Linked DNA regions of Gossypium hirsutum: regions 2, 3 and 4 are each linked to region 1. Evidence: chromatin contacts called from public Hi-C data. All regions are on one chromosome and are shown on one strand. The core of a region is the stretch at or near the end of the contact, and the rest is flanking DNA. Distances in the headings are between cores, read along the strand shown. Region 1 holds the start of LOC107910219 (ubiquitin carboxyl-terminal hydrolase 17). Region 2 holds the start of LOC107910343 (GATA transcription factor 25). Region 3 holds the start of LOC107910254 (rho GTPase-activating protein REN1). Region 4 has its middle 18 kb from the start of LOC121214640.

Evidence for each region. A called contact is a pair of places that touch in the nucleus more often than the background predicts.
Region 2: a contact with region 1 is called in a Hi-C map of leaf, with 4 times the contacts expected there. The contact joins the promoter of LOC107910343 here to the promoter of LOC107910219 in region 1. A contact is called at or near these places in 7 of 34 Hi-C or Micro-C datasets (anther, callus, hypocotyl and 2 more).
Region 3: a contact with region 1 is called in a Hi-C map of leaf, with 1.8 times the contacts expected there. The contact joins the promoter of LOC107910254 here to the promoter of LOC107910219 in region 1. A contact is called at or near these places in 3 of 34 Hi-C or Micro-C datasets (callus and leaf).
Region 4: a contact with region 1 is called in a Hi-C map of leaf, with 2.9 times the contacts expected there. The contact joins the enhancer-like site here to the promoter of LOC107910219 in region 1. A contact is called at or near these places in 14 of 34 Hi-C or Micro-C datasets (anther, callus, hypocotyl and 2 more).

What each region holds. Positions count from the first base shown.
Region 1 is chrD02:15,754,819-15,759,199 of Gossypium_hirsutum_v2.1, forward strand. It overlaps LOC107910219 (ubiquitin carboxyl-terminal hydrolase 17), which reads left to right and starts at 2,658. Exons shown (of 11, transcript XM_016838002.2): 1 at 2,658-3,355; 2 at 4,180-4,381. The coding sequence starts at 3,075.
Region 2 is chrD02:16,194,369-16,198,749 of Gossypium_hirsutum_v2.1, forward strand. It overlaps LOC107910343 (GATA transcription factor 25), which reads left to right and starts at 1,812. Exons shown (of 7, transcript XM_041088502.1): 1 at 1,812-2,213; 2 at 2,475-2,558; 3 at 2,644-2,777; 4 at 4,310-4,381. The coding sequence starts at 1,950.
Region 3 is chrD02:15,360,673-15,365,053 of Gossypium_hirsutum_v2.1, forward strand. It overlaps LOC107910254 (rho GTPase-activating protein REN1), which reads left to right and starts at 1,958. Exons shown (of 24, transcript XM_041088493.1): 1 at 1,958-2,122; 2 at 2,387-2,446; 3 at 2,851-2,892; 4 at 3,034-3,111; 5 at 3,741-3,777; 6 at 3,858-3,896; 7 at 3,985-4,061. The coding sequence starts at 2,408.
Region 4 is chrD02:15,395,350-15,399,730 of Gossypium_hirsutum_v2.1, forward strand. No RefSeq gene overlaps it. Among protein-coding and RNA genes, the nearest start is that of LOC121214640, 18 kb to the left of the region's middle. Within about 2 kb of position 1,967, at least 7 of the 9 cell types and tissues checked have an H3K27ac peak or open chromatin away from gene starts, as enhancers often do. A contact at or near this core is called in hypocotyl and leaf, where this site is marked.

The sequences.
Region 1 (4,381 bases), core at 1,408-3,907:
CTCGGTATCCTGCTGGCAGAAAGACCACACGAAGATTTCCAAGTCTGGAGTGCTGAAGCGTCGGGTGAGTACACAATACGTAGCGCCTATAAACTATTACAAAGTACTGAAGATGATCCTAGAGCTTATGCTTTACAAGCCGACTATAAGGACTTTTACAGAAAACTATGGCTACTAGATCTTCCTTCAAAGATAAAAATTACAGCTTGGAAGATATCATGGAATTTCCTAGCTACACGTGTTAATATGCTACTTAGAAGGCTAACGAATACATCAGTATGTCCCCGGTGTGGCTCAGGAACAGAAACTATGGACCATTTCTTCCGTGAATGTCCTGTTTCAACATCAGTGTGGAGAGAGTTATCATTTCATAAGTGTTTGCAAGATAATCAGATGGGGTTTCTACAGTGGCTAACCTGGGTTTTTTCACAAAGCTCGGCATCCCAGTGTCGGATCTTTTGTTGTGCATTATAGGCTATCTGGGGAGACAGGAATAATAGAGTGCATAAAAAAGAGAGTAAATCTTGAAAAGATATAGGGAGATTTGTTCATAGCAACACATCAGAGTTAAATGAGGTTGGTAAAAATAGATCACAAACTTCTATACTTGTTAAAAAATGGAAAAGGCCATCTGACCGAGTTGTTAAGATCAATTTTGACGTAGCATATGAAGGTAGACAAAATAAAGCGGTTGTGGGAATAGTGGCCAAAGACATAGAGGGTACAGTTCTCCTATCTTGCTTGGAGGTCCACCAACGGGTTTCATCAGCCTTTGCTACGGAGGCAGTCGAGTGTCGAAAAGTACTCCAGATCGACGTTTACATGCAGTGGGAAAAAGTTATTATTGAAGGAGACTCTTTGTCAATAATAAGGAAATGCAAAACAAAAAGCCCAGACAAATCATTGGTCAGTGCGTATATTCATGACATTCATCAGCTACTGTTAAATTTTAAGGATTGTAGGTTTGAGTATATCCCAAGATTAGCAAATAGTCTCGGCATATCTTAGCAACTGAAGCGTTGAAGAGTAATAAAGGAGATTACCTGGTCGGAAGTGTCCCTGAAGTTGCAGAAAAACAAGCGGAAAATGAAAGAGTGAGAGAACCAGATTGAAATAAGAAAGGGGATAAAATGGAGTGAGGGGAGTCTGAGAAGGGTAGGTAATAGAGTGACTAAAGCAGGCCCTTGGGTGAATTGAAAACGTCTTGAAGAAGTAAAGAAAGATGAAAAGACAAGACGTTTATTTTCTTTTGATGCTGATTGGGCAGGTAGAACGGCAACATTAATTTGTTTCAGACTTTTGTTTCCTTTTTTGGTTTCCTAGGCGATTAGGTTTCCATTTAATTTTGTTTTAGTTTTACCTTTTGTTGGGCCAAGTCTAATAACTGGGCTCTTTCTCTTTTCTTTTTAGGACCATATGTGTAGTAATGTAGTTTATTTAAATAAAGTCCAATCTGAAATTTTATTTAAAAAAATAAAAAAAATATTTTTTCTAAGATTAAAGAATCAAATAAATTAACTTTTCACCATTTTATTTGCTATTCAATTAATGTAAACAAAGAAAATTGATCATGAATTAATGATGTGATGGTAGACAAGGGAAACATTTTCTTGTCGAAGAAATTCAAATCCCAAGGTTAATTCGGGCATATTCATTAAATAAATTTATAATTATATTTAAATAAAATAATAATAGTTTAAATAAAGCAATTGCTTGTGGAATGGTTTATTTCCAGCGGAGGGAAAACTCAAAGACTGGAAATGGAATAATTATTATGGTACGTGAACCATCATCATCAGATTCCGGCCTCCACCAAATCAAAAACAAATCTCCACCGTCCGGTTCCTCGTATTACTGTGACCGTCCAAACGCAGTATCCATCACCAAATCAAAAACAACCCCCGCTAATAAATAATGAAAAAGACCGGAAGTTAGCCGGTTCAACCCGTGGCCCCCACCCTGGTTCGAATATTTGATGGCCAAAGAATTCACGCTTCTCGATACCTGAAGACAAAATTCCTTTTCCCCCTCGACCATCAATTTTTCCTTTTTTAATAACATATTTTAATATTTAAGGTCTGATTGAGAGTAAAATATTTTTCGTAAAATGATTTCTGGAAAATATTTTATTTTTCTGTAAAATAATCTACTGGAAAATATTTTTTGGTGTTTAATTGAATCTGTGTAAAATATTTTCTGCTGCTTGACAGATTTTTTGAAAATATTTTTCAGAAAGTTGTTTTTACATATATTAATTTATATTAATAAATTTTTATATTTTAAATTATTTTTACATATATTACAATGATTTATTTATAATAATAATCAATTATTAAGCTACATATTAATCGTTATAAATTGAAAAAAACTAATATCAAATAAATTATTTGTAATTGTGTTAAAAAAACAAGTATTGAATAATTAAAAAAACAAGTTACTGAAAAATCGATAAATAGAAGCAGTTTTCTACCGGAAATGAAAGAAGGAATGAAGGAGACGATAAAGAGAAGAGCACGAAAAATGTCTTACGAAAATTGAAAGGGTAAGACATTTTTCCTAAAATGTAACCCATTTTCCCTTGTTTTGGAGTTTATTTTCCAAATGAAAAATATTTTCCGCCAATCAAACACACCTAAGTTAATGTCCCTTTTTAATATTATTTTCCTTTTATTTCCCTTTCTCCCTGTAAAAATCTCGATCTAAAAAAGGGAAAAAATTTATTGTCTGAAAATCCTCCGAGCTCAACAAGAAGCTTAAACTTTCACCTTTTTGCTAACCCAAGCAATATCGACATTCTTCTCCCACTGCCACTCCCTTCTAGATTTGTTTTTTTTTTATTTTTATTTTTTTATAAAATTATAACATTATTCTATTTTTCGAGATCACGGTGCAGTTCAACCGTCTTGTTTCAGTCCACACCAACGGCTACGGTTGCATGTTCGACGGCCGGAGTTTGTTCCATCGCGAAAGCGATCAAGACGGGTACGTCGTTGGAATCTATGTATAGTGCTGAGATTTGGAGAGTAGGATTTGCCGACTACTTTGGATGCCTATTGGTATTGGCTGCAGGATAAATGCTTTTTATTTGGGATTTAGGGTTTTCGAGCCTGGTGCTCGTGCTTTCCCTCCTTCCTTTGATCGGCTTTTTCGTAAGGCGGAAATGGCAGTTATCTGTAGCAAGGCAAGCGGAGATAAAGAGGCTCTTGATTTTGGCCTCTGAGGAGGCGGCTAGAGTCGAGCTTGAAGCGACTATTGAATACGGTACGGTTTCTATTTCGTGGAACTATCAACAGTGTGCTGTTTGTTATTGTCCTACTACCACGCGGTGCGCTCGCTGTAAAGGGGTTCGATATTGGTACGTTAGCTTGTTAATTTCGTGTTATTGTTCTAATTTATTTATAATTATTGAGATTTTTTTTTGTTTAGGCGATTTTGTTTCAAATGTATTTGAGATAAAACTGATTCTTTTATCTGACAATACTGTCTTAAAGAGTATGTAATCGAAAAAATATTTGATTAGATAAGTGTTTCAATTAGCGCAGGGCGAGTGTGGGTCTAGTTGAAATACGCTTTAACATGTGTGAATGTACGGTAGTCGTGTAAGTGTTTATGTAGTGAGCAACGAAGCAATTTAGAAGACTTTGTGAAAATTAATTTTAAACCCAACATCCACAATCTATCATTGATGGGAAGTTTGGAGTTGGTCTTAAATGCTGCAATTTTTTGGTGGATGTTTATGCTGATTTTCTGAAAATGTTTTGGTTTGTAAATTACATGTTTGAGCCTCCTATCTCTATGTTACAGAGACAGGATATTAGAAAAACAATTCCTCTTGAAAATGACCTTTTCCTTTGTGCCTTTTTTGTCTGCAGTTTAGGAGTTCTTTTTAATGTAAGAGTTGAGGTTGTGTATGTTCACTAACTACATTTGCGAATCATTAAAAATGTGGTTCATTTGATGGAAAAGTAACAAAAAGAAAATCCACCTAATGAATAGAGAAAATATTTTTAGCTTTCCCCCAATCACTTTGTTGTAATTCTAAGGATTTCTTTTACTGATTTGAAGGGACAACAATAGTAAGTTATGTCTGTGTTTAGCATTATTTTCTAATGATACAATTGATTTTGTAGAAGGTCTTTTAACAGTTTTTCTTTTTATACCAAAAATTGGATGTTTTAGTTCTGCGAAGTGTCAAATTATTCACTGGCGGCAAGGTCACAAGGAAGAATGCCACCCACCTGCCATTGCCGTACACCAAAATCATGATGAGGGGAGCGATTATGGTCAGAAGGCGATAAATCAAGACCAATATGGAGATAGATATGAGATTGAAGAAAAGTCGCATGCAAAGTTAATTGGAACATCCTCTACTGAATCTGCA
Region 2 (4,381 bases), core at 562-3,061, 440 kb after region 1:
TGGGTCATCCTCGCAACTACCTATTCATACAAGAGGGATGTAAAATGGGCGGCCAGAACCCAGACATAGTTAACCACGAAGGAAATGAATATGGAAATCAACATCGAGGTGCACGTGAAGATGAAGACGAAGAAGATGAGGAGTCGCCAACCTAAATTGTTCGACAGAACCTTAGTCGTACCTGACGAACACTCGGTTATAGCACACATTCAAGACACCGATGATTATGTTATTTGTAATATTTCTCAAATGCTTAATTCTTTAGTTTGTTAAATTTTAATTTACGTTGTAATAAATGTTTTCACTCTAACCCTAACTTGATTGCTTCTGCCTCTGAGCCCACTACAACCTCGGATTCTTGGGATAAATTTCATACACTGCAACTTGGGATTCCTTAGATAAAATTAAAATTTTCCTTTTTTTATTCCTACCCCATCACCTATATAAATGACCGTTCCTATCCCTTTACTCCATCATATCTCTATCTCGTTTAAATTATTTTTTTTCTTTTTCTTGCGTGTTGAAATTTTCGAGTTTACAAATTTATTTCTCTTTTTTCTTTAAGGAAAACTTAGTCATAGTTTTAAGTTGTGTTTGGGTTCACGGTGATGTCGTGGAGCTCGATAACCTACAATTTTCACTTGTCATGTGAATATGGAGCCATCACCTGAAAAGTCGGGATCGCATTGCAACTCAAGGTCCAAGTTGACGGTGATTATACGGTCTCGGGTTGAAGTGTAACTAAGGCTTCAAGTTTATAAAGGTTATATTGTCAAAGGATGGAGCATCACTAGGGCCCCAATTGATGGTGGTTATACGGGCACAACAACGAGTTTCTCCTAGTTGGAAGTGGATGCTTTATAAAATTCATAAAAAAGTCAAAGACGAAAAACACAAGTGCCTTCCAATATAATCAAGTAATTCGTTTTGTCCATTTCAATCGAAGGCGGTGACCCTGTTACTAAAACATGTTATACTCCAATTCTGTCACAGGTTATAGTAATGGGCTCATCGTTTTCGGTGGAGATGGATAAAATGAATTACTTGATTATACTAAAACGTCACTAGATTTTTCTTTTTTGACTTTTGTATGGGTTTTATAAAGCATCCTCCTCTGACGAGGAAAAACTAGTTGTTGTGCCCGCATAACCATTGTCAACTAGGGCCTTAGTTATGCTCCATCATTTGACAGCATAACTTTTGTAAACTTGAAGACCTAGTTACACTTCAACCCGAGACCGTATAATCACTGTCAATTGAGACCTTGAGTTACAATTCGATTTGGCTCTTCGGTTGATGGCTCCATACTCACATGGTAGATGAAATTCGTAGATCACCCAGCTCCACGACATCATCGTAAATTTAAGCATACTTTAAAACTATAACAATGTTTATCTCAAACACAGAAAAAAATATATTTACAAACTTTTAATTTCCAATCGCAAAAAAAAAAAAAATTCAGCATATTCTGTAAGATGCATTTTCCTTTCTATCTCCAAATACAGCATACTCGCTTATTTTTCAAGCATATTTCTTTCAGATAAAATTTACCTAATTTAACATTGATTTAGAGTTCATAAAATTTGCATGCTTTGGAAAAAAAATTTTAAAGGAGCTTGGCATTGTGATAGACCACACTCGAATGGGACATGGAAATTAGAATGGGCAAAGGCCTTTAAAATGACATCGTCTCGTTCTGGCCCCACTTTCTCATTGGTGTCGGTCGGACCAACAACACTCCTCTTTTTAACTTAGACACCATTTCTGACGTCACATATATCTCCCACAACAAACCTAATAAAACGCAAGTACTTTTCTTTTATTTTCTCATTCCTCATCATTAATTACTTAATTGGATTAATTAGGGTTAATTCTTTTTTTGTCCCTATTATTCCCCCCCCTTTTCCCCTTTGTTTCACTGTAATGCTTCCACATCCTCAATTTCCTCAATGTACGGACAGTCTCAGCCCATGAACATCCCTGCCTCGATCGCCGACAACGATGTTTCTGCCTCAGCACCGGCCGATAGCGTTAGTTACGATGCTCATCCTCTTGACGACGGCGTCGGAGTCGATGACGTCTCCGCCGATCCCCTCTATGTCACTTCCACCCCCTCTGACTTAGCCATCGTTCAACGTGTCGACGGTGCCAGCCAACTCACTCTTTCCTTTCGTGGCCAGGTCTATGTTTTCGATGCTATTACTCCCGAGAAGGTATATTACATTTTTTCTTTTTCTCTTAACAACTTTTTCTCAGTTAGGCCAATTAGGGTTTGCTGAATGGTTTGATTTTTGAAGAACCAAAAATCGTTGGCTTAAATTGTAGAAAGATGTGATTGCTTTTCCTCTTACTTCAAGTTATCAAACCGAAAAATGCAACTTCAATATCATACTTTTGACCTTTCGTGTTTCTATATTATCCCCCCAATGAAATGCACATCGTAATGATTTTCATTTTGGTCGTACTGTTTGCAGTTCCATGCGGTGTTATTACTTTTGGGTGGAAGTGAACTGACTTCAGGTCCCCATGGTGTTGAAATGTCAGCTCAGAACCAAAGGGTAATTCTCTTAAATTTGTTTAATCTAGAATTTGAATTTATTTTTCTTTTTAATTTTTAGTTTATCTATTCCTTGTTCCTTTTAGGTTGTTTTGGACTTTCCGAGAGGATCTAACCAACCGCATAGAGCAGCCTCTTTAGATAGATTTCGTCAGAAGAGAAAAGAGCGATGCTTTGATAAGAAAGTCCGGTATAGTGTTCGTCAAGAAGTTGCTCTTAGGTGTGCATTTTCCTTCCCTAAATACAGTTATTTTCAACTTTGATATTCAATATGTTGTTCTTGCAATTGAGGCTAGAAACTTAACCCTGAGAACTAGTATTAATGGGCTTTTGAGGTTTGAGGAATTACTGAGAAATAGGATTTTAAGAAGGTTATGGTTTATTAAACTCTGAGAAATAGATTGGCTATGCTGGATGGGTGAAGCATATGACCTTTTCCATAAATTTTGTATTTCTGCAAGTTATGTTGTTCCGTTTTATATGTTATTTAACATAATCATTGCATTTGAATCTGAGCCAATTTTTTCTTTATTATTACCGAATACATGATTAACTTTAGATTAGTTTATCTGTTTTTCTGAATCTATTCGCTCATTGTTATAAACCAAGGATCTTTATAAAGAGTTTGCTGTGCTTTAGTAGACTATAAATATAAATTATCATCCAATTCTAAATTGTGATAAATAAGGATATTGCAGACTGGTAGCAGCCCAGCTAGATAAGATTTTAGGAATTGTGCTAATGAGATATTATAAAGTCCTATACTCTTATAAGGCCTAATATACCATAAAATTGTTAGAAAAACTCTTAAGGACCTAGGGAGTAAAAACATAACTGATAGACTAACAAATCAGTGTTACAAGTGAATATGTCTTAGAACACTGGACTGTGTAAGGATATTTTTCAACCCATTTGGTATTACCAAGTTTAATAATTAATTTCTTGGTGCTTGTGACTGACCTTAGCATATTTCATTTTGCTACAAAATTATCAATTCAAGCAGAAAAATGTGATAGAGCATAATATCCACAGGGAATAACCGAATAAGCATTGATCTGGCATGTCTAATCATGTCACTTTTTTTAAAACCGATTATAAGTTTATGCGGTGCTTTTTAAATTGGAAGATTTTGGCATAAATTTTCAATTCTGGAACCTTTATGAACTCATATTTGTAATTCCGTCATCTATAGTGAGGATGCTGTACAATAATGCAATTTCAATTCACTAATAGCTTCTTGTATCCAAAAATATTGGGGATTTATTTTCTAAAGTGGAAACAAGAAGTCTGAACTGTAGCAGTCAGGCAAGTTTAACTTTAACTGGTTGTCACTTTAAACTATCTTTTCAGTTTGACATACTTATGTACAAGAAATGATTGAAGTGCAATAAGGGTCTTACTGAAGGGAAAAGATATTGAAGAAATCAAACGATAGTGTAGAATACTATTTTTCCTCCAGGTTTAATTGGCTGCTCTAGGTAATAGAACAACACAGACAAATGAGAGAGGATGCCCTTTTTATCCTTCTAGGGAAGTTTACATTTCTACCAATGGTTAAAAGCATAATTTAGAAAAAGAACATGCATATAGTTAGTTGATGGAATTGAATTCTTAATATCTTATCTTAGTGTGCTTTATTAAACCGAAATGGGGGCCTAGAAAACTCATTAGAGATGATCTGTCCTTGTTGACAAATTTTTCTTTATTCCATATTTAGTAAGTTCTTGCTTCTGATTTTTTTGAGTGCATTAGGATGCAGCGTAATAAGGGTCAATTTACATCTGCCAAGAAGTCCGAAGGAGCTCACAGCTGGGGTTCTTCCCA
Region 3 (4,381 bases), core at 708-3,207, 390 kb before region 1:
AACACAAAAAACATTCAATAACATTAATGGCATAACCCTCAACCTTTAACAATTTTACGAATTGACTCTCGGGCTAGCTAGATTAAGCTAAAGTGAACTCAAAAACATAAAAATCATTAAAAATAGAGCTTGAATGCATACCGTTAAAGAAGAAATAGAAACCGAAGCTCTCTCCCTCTTCAAATGGTGATTTCGGCACAAAAAAAGTGAAAAGAAAAAGATGATAACTTTGTTTCATCTTTTCTTAATTTAAATTTTCTTTTAATTACTAATTTACCATTTTAACCTTTAAAACTATCATAATTACATTAATACCTTGCCATGCACATCCACTATCCCATATGAATGGTCTATTTACCATTCAAGTCCTTTAGTTTAAAATATCATAGTCATTTAACCCTTTTTACTAATAGAACTCAACTTTTGCATATTTTACAATTTAGTTTTTTTTTTTACTTAATTAAGTATGTAAACTTCAAAAAATCTTAACAAAATTTTAACACGACCTTACTATAATCCCATAGACATTAAAATAATAATTTACTCATCAAAATTGTGGTCCTGAAATCACTATTCCGATATAATTGAAAACGGGCTGTTACAATAATGGTGAGTGGATCATTGGGTTCTCTAGATATTTGGGTAACTGTACAGTGTTGGAGGCAGAGCTTTGGGGGATCTTGGATGGGTTGAACCTTATTTTGGATAGACACTTAGAGAGGATTCTAATCCAAACAGATAGTATTGAAGCTATTAACGCCATCGTGGAAGACTTTTCGGGAAGCTCTAATTCGGCCATAGTCAGAAGAATTCATCATACTCTGAAAAGGGCAAAGCAGTGGGAAATTCAGCATATTGCCAGAGAAGAGAACTTAATTGCCTATAGTCTAGCCAAGACAGTTCATACTAGGAAGTTAGGCTTAAGATTGTTTGAGGAACCTCCTTTGAGGATCTAGTTTATTCACTTTGTATCTTTATTTCTTTCACCAAAAAAAAAAATACTAATTATTCTTTATTTTATATCTAATTATTTTAAAACATATACGTTAAATAAGTTTTTTCTTCATGTTATTATACTAGTAATCAAACATAGCATAATTTATTTATATTGATTTATTAAAATTGAAGAATAAAATGTATAAATTCTGTAATATGCCCAGATATATATTTTTTAAATAAAAAATAATCACACATTATATAAAAAATCAGTAATTTATACTAAAAAAACAACATTATTATATCACACATTATATAAAAATTCAGTAATTTATATTAAAAAACAACACCATTGTTATATTTCTAGGAGTGCCATTTATCCTCCTAACTTGATTTGAAATTTTTTCGAATCGAGTGAAATGAAAGTCGAGTCGAATCGGGTGAAATTGTTTGAGTTAAATTAAACATATTAAATTAAAATCTTGTTACAGTATAACTAATTTAATATTAGAGCACATAAATTTAAAATCATATATATTTGAAAACCTTTTCAAATCAAAATAATAAAAAGGATACTAGTATCATAAACTTGAATCATTAATAATTTTTTATATATTTTTTAGATTTTTTTTGAATTTTTAAAAATATAAATTTTGAAATTTATATAAATATTTTGAATTTAAAAATTATTTTAAATTTTTAAAAATTATTTTGAATTATTTTGTAATTCTTGTTGAGAGAGAAATTAATTTACTCATTTTCAAATTTGATAGGGACCAAAAGAATAATTATACCAATTTATTATTCTAGTTTCTACTCAAATTATTTATTTCATTTGATTTGAATAACTTGAATAACTTAATTTAATTAATTTAAAATTTAAAAATTTTTTCGATTTTTTTAATTCCAATCAAAATTTTAATCACCGGGAAAAATTACAAGGGAGTGTCGTTTCCCTCTAAGAAAAAAACCTTTTTTTTTTGAGGCAAAAGAAAGTTTAAAAAGCGCTAAAGAACAGGGGTGACGTGTACAATTGCGGCACAATTCCCCGCTTTCATTGAAGGGAGCGCTTTTAGGCTTTTCCGTTTCTTTGACGAAACGGTGTTTCCGTCGATCGAAGAATTCCGAGCCAAATCACTTTCACAAGCAAAACAAACAAAGAAGAAAAATAAAACAGGAAAATCATGTTTGTTCTTATCTTTACGCCTCTTCCTTAACTTTTTTTTCTTTTTCCTTTATCCATTTTCCTCAATTTACGTTTCAAATTCACGTAAAAAAATTTTAATCTTCTTTTTAAATGTTTTGTGTTATTTTGGTTTGAGCTTTGAAACATTTTTTGTTTGTCTAAATGTTGCAAATAAGTGGCATTGTTGAAAATGAATATTGCAAGGTTTGCGCGGAGGCTGTTGATCCTTTGATTTTGTGACTCGGTTGAGATTTTCTTTTTCAGATTTTGAGTGATTAAAGGAACATGGCTACCAAAAAGAATGAATCATCTCAGAAACAACAGGTTTTGATCAATCTATCTCGAATTTGTTTTTATTGCATTAATTTTCTAGCTCGTTTCTAGAAGCCTTTGATATTCAGAAGCAGAAAAAAAGAGAGAGGAAGAATTGCTTTTTTTTTAAAAATAATTTTGTGATCAGAAATTCCTAGCAAAAAGGAAGAGCCATTTCAAGTGAAACAGGTTTTGATGATTTTTTTTTCATTTTTGTTGTGTTAGTTTTCTATTTGTCTTTAGAAGAGTGTGTGATGTTCAGAAAACAAAAAAGAAAAAAAAATGTTGTGGTTTAATAGTAGGAGTTTTACATTGTTGTTTTTAATGTGGATTATTTTATTATTACTTTTCGGTTCTCATAATAGTTTTATGGAAAGTTTGGACTGAAATTCTGTTTAATTTCTCATTGTCTGCAGAGGATGGTTTTCAAAAAGGATGAGCCCTCTAAAGGACATCAGGTGTAAATCAGTCTTGCCTTCTTTTCTGATTATTTTGAAGTAAAGGATTTAAATATTCAGTGAACAAAAGGAAAAAGAAAAACTTAAATTCTGATTTTTGAAGGAGGTTTTGTGCTGAAAATCATTTTGTTTTCTCTCAAGGGAGATGCTGCAGTTGTGGCTTCTCCTGGTCCTCTTCTACAGGCTCCACCAACTCCAAAATCTCGTGTCAGAAACTCGGTAAACTTCTCTCTCTTTCTCCCTCTCTTTTAATCGTTTTGTAATATTCTAAATTTGAGTTGTTGATTGAATTCCATTAATCCCTATATTATCTTATTTGAATGTGAGTATCAGACATGCATACATGCCTTATTCGGGAATGTTCAATTTTTTTTCTAAGTTGTATTTGGAAAGCCGTATCTGTATACTCATGAACTCAAGGACACGGGTACTTCTAGAAAAAAATGATGAGCCATAGTAATATAGCTACATACATCTTTATCATCATCGAGGTCGTGTTTACAATCATTTTTGTCTACCATTTGTCTACATCTTATGTGATTTGGATTTCAATTAAACCTTTTGGACCATTTTATGGAAAGGTTTCCTATATAGCAGTTATTCTCGTTGGATAATATGAAGCATATTGTAGCTGTTACTGACCACAATAAGCTTAAATTTAAACTCTTAAGTTACCATGAGGAATTTGAATGCTAAAGAATGAATTGTTCTGTATTTTAAGTCCATTGCTAGATTTTACCTTCCTGAGACCATTGCTTACATTGTTCTGCATTCACTGTTTCTATTAAGCATGCAATTTATGAAGTTGTAGAAGTTAATGCTTTTTAAGGTTTAAAACTTCCTTGCAGGTTTTAAAGAGTGGGCCACTTTTTTTATCTACCAAAGGTTTGTTTATTTTGCTTGGTTTTATTACACTTCCCAATTTAATTCAGTTGCTCATTTGACTTTCATTTTGTGAATCACAGCTTTTACTCACATTTTACCAGAAAAATATACATTACGAGGTTCATGCTGAAAATCAGAGTCCTGGGGCTTGGATTCCTCTGGGTTATTTTTTTTATTGCCTTTTCCCTATTTTTCCTTTGATTACAGGAATTGGATGGACATCATGGAAGAAAAGGTGGTTTATTTTGACACAAACTTCGTTAGTTTTCTTCAAAAGTGATCCTGTAAGTATTTGGGACCTATCTGATTGTCAGCCTAAACATGATGTATGTGATTGTTCATCCGTTATTACATTGTTTTCTTGGCACAATTTAATGATCCTAAACAAACTATAATACGACTTTAAAAATAAAAAAAAATAAACAGTGAAGTGATACGAGGTCAATCAAAGTGATGTTGTTTTCCTCACTATAAGATTTTAAGGTCTTCATGGCCAGGGGCGATGCTTGTTTGTTACAATTGTCTTTTATGTTTACTAGTTCTCTCAATCAAAAAGGTGACTGAAAATGCAAATTTTGTCTCAGATGCAGCGGTCTTGTTACTG
Region 4 (4,381 bases), core at 717-3,216, 360 kb before region 1:
ATCACAGGCATCAGTATCTATATAAAATTCTTCCTTGAAATCAGGGAGGGACAATACTGGTACTATACAAATTGCTTGCTTCAACAGATCAAAAGCTACTTGCTCGATTTCAGTCCATTTCCAGGGAGTATCCTTCTTGAGCAGGTTAGACAATGGCCTAGATTTTACCCCATAATGCCTTATGAACCTTCTATAATACCTTGATAATCCAAGAAATCCTCTCAGCTCCTTGATGGTTTTCGGAATAGGCTAGCTTGAAACTCCCTCCACTTTGGCAACATCCATGATTACTGTCTCTTTAACTATAATGTGACCTAGGTACTCAATTTGGTGAGTACCAACGGTGTACTTGCTTTGTTTTGCAAACAAATGATTATCCTTCAATAACTGCAACACCTCCCTCAAATGAACCAAATGCTTAGTCCAATTACTGGAATACACTAAAATATCATAAAAAAAAACACTAAAGCTGACTTCCTCAAAAGTTTCTTGAAGATAGCATTCATCAGGGCTTGAAAACTTGATGGGGTATTGGTTAGGCCAAAGGGCATAACCAAAAATTTATAATGCCCTTCATGAGTCTTAAAGGCTATTTTGAAGATGTCACCCTTCCACCTCCTTATTTGGTGATAGCTCGATCTTAAGTCAAGCTTGGAGAAGAAGAGAGCCTGACCAAGTTAATCTAACAGCTCTTTTATGAATGGTATAGGAAACCTATCTTTGATAGTAAGTTGATTAAGTTGCCTTAATCCACACATAGTCTGCAACTTTCATTCTTCTTTTTCACCATCACAATAGGTGAGGAGAAGGGACTTCTACTTTCTTTGATAATTCTAGCTTCTAACATTTATTGGACAAGCTTTTCAATTTCTGTCTTATGGATGGAGGGGTATGTATAAGGCCTAACGTTAACTACCTTGGACTCATCCTAAAGAGGTATTTTATGGTCTTGAAATTTGATAGGGGGTAGGCCTTCTGGTACATGGAAAACTTTAGTCTACTCTTAGAGTATTTTCTATAGATCTTCCTGAATCAGTGTAGGGGCTACATGTATTTTAGTCAATTGGTCAGTAGTGAGGACCATTGGATGAGGACTATGCTCCACCATATGTAGACATTTTGATAATTGGTAGCCGAAAAGGAGTTGCAAACCACCAGGTTAATTCCTTGGAGTAAACAATTCTTTCCCTTATATTCGAACTGCATGGTAAGGGATTCAAAATTCCATACAATGAACCCTAAAGATAGAAGCCATTGTATTCCCATCACTACATCACTCCCTATTACTGACAGGACCATAAAATCAGCATGAACTTATGCCATTGTGCTTGCCATTCCACAGCCCTACATACACCCCTAGTGCTCAGACTTCCTCCATTAGCTATCATGATCTTCATCTGATAGACTATTCAACTGGTAAGTTGAGTCTTCTAACCAACCTGGAGTCCACAAAGTTATGTGTACTCCCAAAATCTATTAAGATAATTACTTCCATTTGTTCAATTTTGGTTGCCAATCTCATGGTGTTATGACCCTGAGAGCCTTGTAAAGCATGCAGGGATAGGACTGGTGTTGTAGCTTCAGCCTCTTGGTTTGGATTCTTAAAGTGTTTAGAAAAATCCTGAAATTCCTCCACTGGTGTTGCCTTACCATATTACAGTATGTTATGTTGAGGCTCTACCATGTGTTGGTAAAATTGAGATTTCACACTTTTATGCCCTGGTGTATACTTTGAAGCGCACCAGAAGCATAAGCTTTTTCTTCCCCTGTCTTCCATTTCTGCTCGAGAGAAGGACTTGGTAGGAGCCTTTTTCCCACCAGGGACTGTTAAGGGTCCTTCAGAAGCTGAAGAGTGATTGTTTGCCATAGTTATCTTCGAGTTAGGAAATAGAGGTTTAGAGTACCCTCCACTTCCCCCACCCGAAAGAGTCTTCTTAGGAGTGTTCAACACAATCCCTTCCACTTGCTTGGCCAGTAAATACCCTTCCACTAGTGTTTGAGGTTTAAACAACCTGAGGTACTGCCCTATTTCTACCTTAAGGTTGCTTATAAATATACCTAAGGCATAGGTTTCCGGTAACTATAACTGGTTGAGGATACTCACAAATTGGTCATGAAAATGATCCACTGTTCCCTACGGACTCAAAGTCACCAGTTCAATCATGGGGTCAATGAAGTTGGTGGAGCCAAACCTTTCTTGTAGGTACCTGGCATAAGTTTCCCAAGATAGCTGATGCAGCCCCCTTGTCTTGGCAAAAGAAATGATGCTAGTCCAAGGCTTTTCCTTCCAAATTGAGCATAACTGTTCTTACCCTATCCAGTTCCTAAACACCCGTTGCCTCGAAAAACTGTTCTAGCTTAGACCACCATCCTCTGAAATCCCCACCATCAAAACGTGGGCACTCAAACTTGAAGTTTCTTCCCGCTGAGTCCAACGTACTAACCCTCGAAAGGAGGCCCATATGGCCATATTCAACCATAGCAGATAACGATAGGTATTCATTTGGAGGAAATTTTTGAGGTGTATCACCAAGTATCCCTTTACCTTTGTCTGTAGATGAACCATGAGCAGTTGTTGGCACATGCCCTATGTACTGCTCAAAAACATTTTGAAGCTCAGCCCAAATGTCCCCTTTTATCTCCTTATGAAACTTCTTGAGACGATTAGTTCAAAAAAAAAAAAAAAGAAACTTCTTGAGACGAGAGTCTATTCGAGCATCAACCTTTTCTAGGTTGATTTGCAATTGAGAAAGCTCATATTGTATCAACCCCATGTCCTTTTGCAACCTCGTCGTAATTTTGTCACCGACCATCAGAATCACTGCAGCTTTGATACCCTTGCTACCGTCGAAAAATTCAGAAAGAGAATTTAATAGAAAAAGAGTAGGAAGAGAGGATAGAGCACGAGAGAGAAGAGAAAGAGAGAATATGAGAAAAAGCCAAATCTTTTCATAACCACCTCCTATGTGTGATAGGTGGTTAAAAAGGGGAGAGAACAGATTCTCACAGTTGTCATAATATCCCCAAAACTCCCCGTTTCATTAATAGGTCCGTCTACCCTTGATAACCTTCCCCCCGAAATATACCGTATTATTAAAAGGGTTCAAAACCCAACGTTTACAACTAAATTAAAAAGAATATGAAATTAACAGAATTTCAAACAATGACCGTTGTTGACCGATTTTTGACTTTCATTTTGGCCCATAACATAATATATTTATTGTTGTATATCTATCCATATTATATATAATTATGATGATTTTGGTAAATATATAAATATATATTTTATATATAAACACAAAATTTTATAATAAGTTATTTATTTGAAAATATACTACACATAATATATATATTATGTAAAACAATGTGATATTTTGGTATTTTTCAGTGGATGCAAATGGCACCATAGTTGAACCTCGTTTCTTTGCGTTCTTGTGATACTGTGTTCTTTTAAAATTATGTGATGTTGGATTTATTCTTTTTTCTTGAAAACCATGGAAGTTTGGCCTTCATATTTTTCTGTGCTTATTTAGTGGTTTTAAAAGCTAATGTTGTCGTTCCTTGACATTCTTGGGTTTTTACCTTCCTAACTGTATTCATTTTCTTTAAACTCTACTCTACCTTTTTCTTGAATTTGTAAGCATTTCTCATAATAGTAGTTGGCAACTTCAACTTTCTTCATAGTCATTTGAAAAAAACTTCCAATAATGAAATGGTGGTTAAGCCACCATTATGTTAGTACATAGATCTTATAGTTGTTTTGTATAGGCATAGTGATAAATTTAGCTATTAACATTTATATATAATATCAATTTTAATCCTTTTTTTTGAGCTAAATTTAGTCATTAATCTATTTAAAAGAGTCAAATGATTTTTTTAATGGAAATGTTGACTAGAACATTAATTTTTTAACGATGTTGACGTGGCAACCCATATGACAGTCCACATGTATTTCATATTGACGTGACACTATTTGTCTTATATACCATGCCAATAAATAATTTAAAATTTATAAAAATATTAAACAAAATTAATTCAAAATTTTTAAAAAATTATATAAAAAGTTTAGGAATGTTAAAAAAAATAGCATGAAATACATGTGGATAAAAAATAACATTCTAGTTTTTTTAAAGGATGATGGTTAAATTCGACTCATTTTAAATGGTTTGAGACCAAATTTAGCTGAAAAAAGAATAAAAGCCAAATCGATAAAAGATATTGAAACAAAATTATAGAATGAAAGAAGAAACAAAAAAATGAAGAAAGAGAATAACTTTGTTGTATATTGATCTATCAAAGAATACATATATACACACGTACATATTAGGGTTTATTATAAAATGAAAGAAAAAAATCTAATCAAATCTAATTCCTATGAATT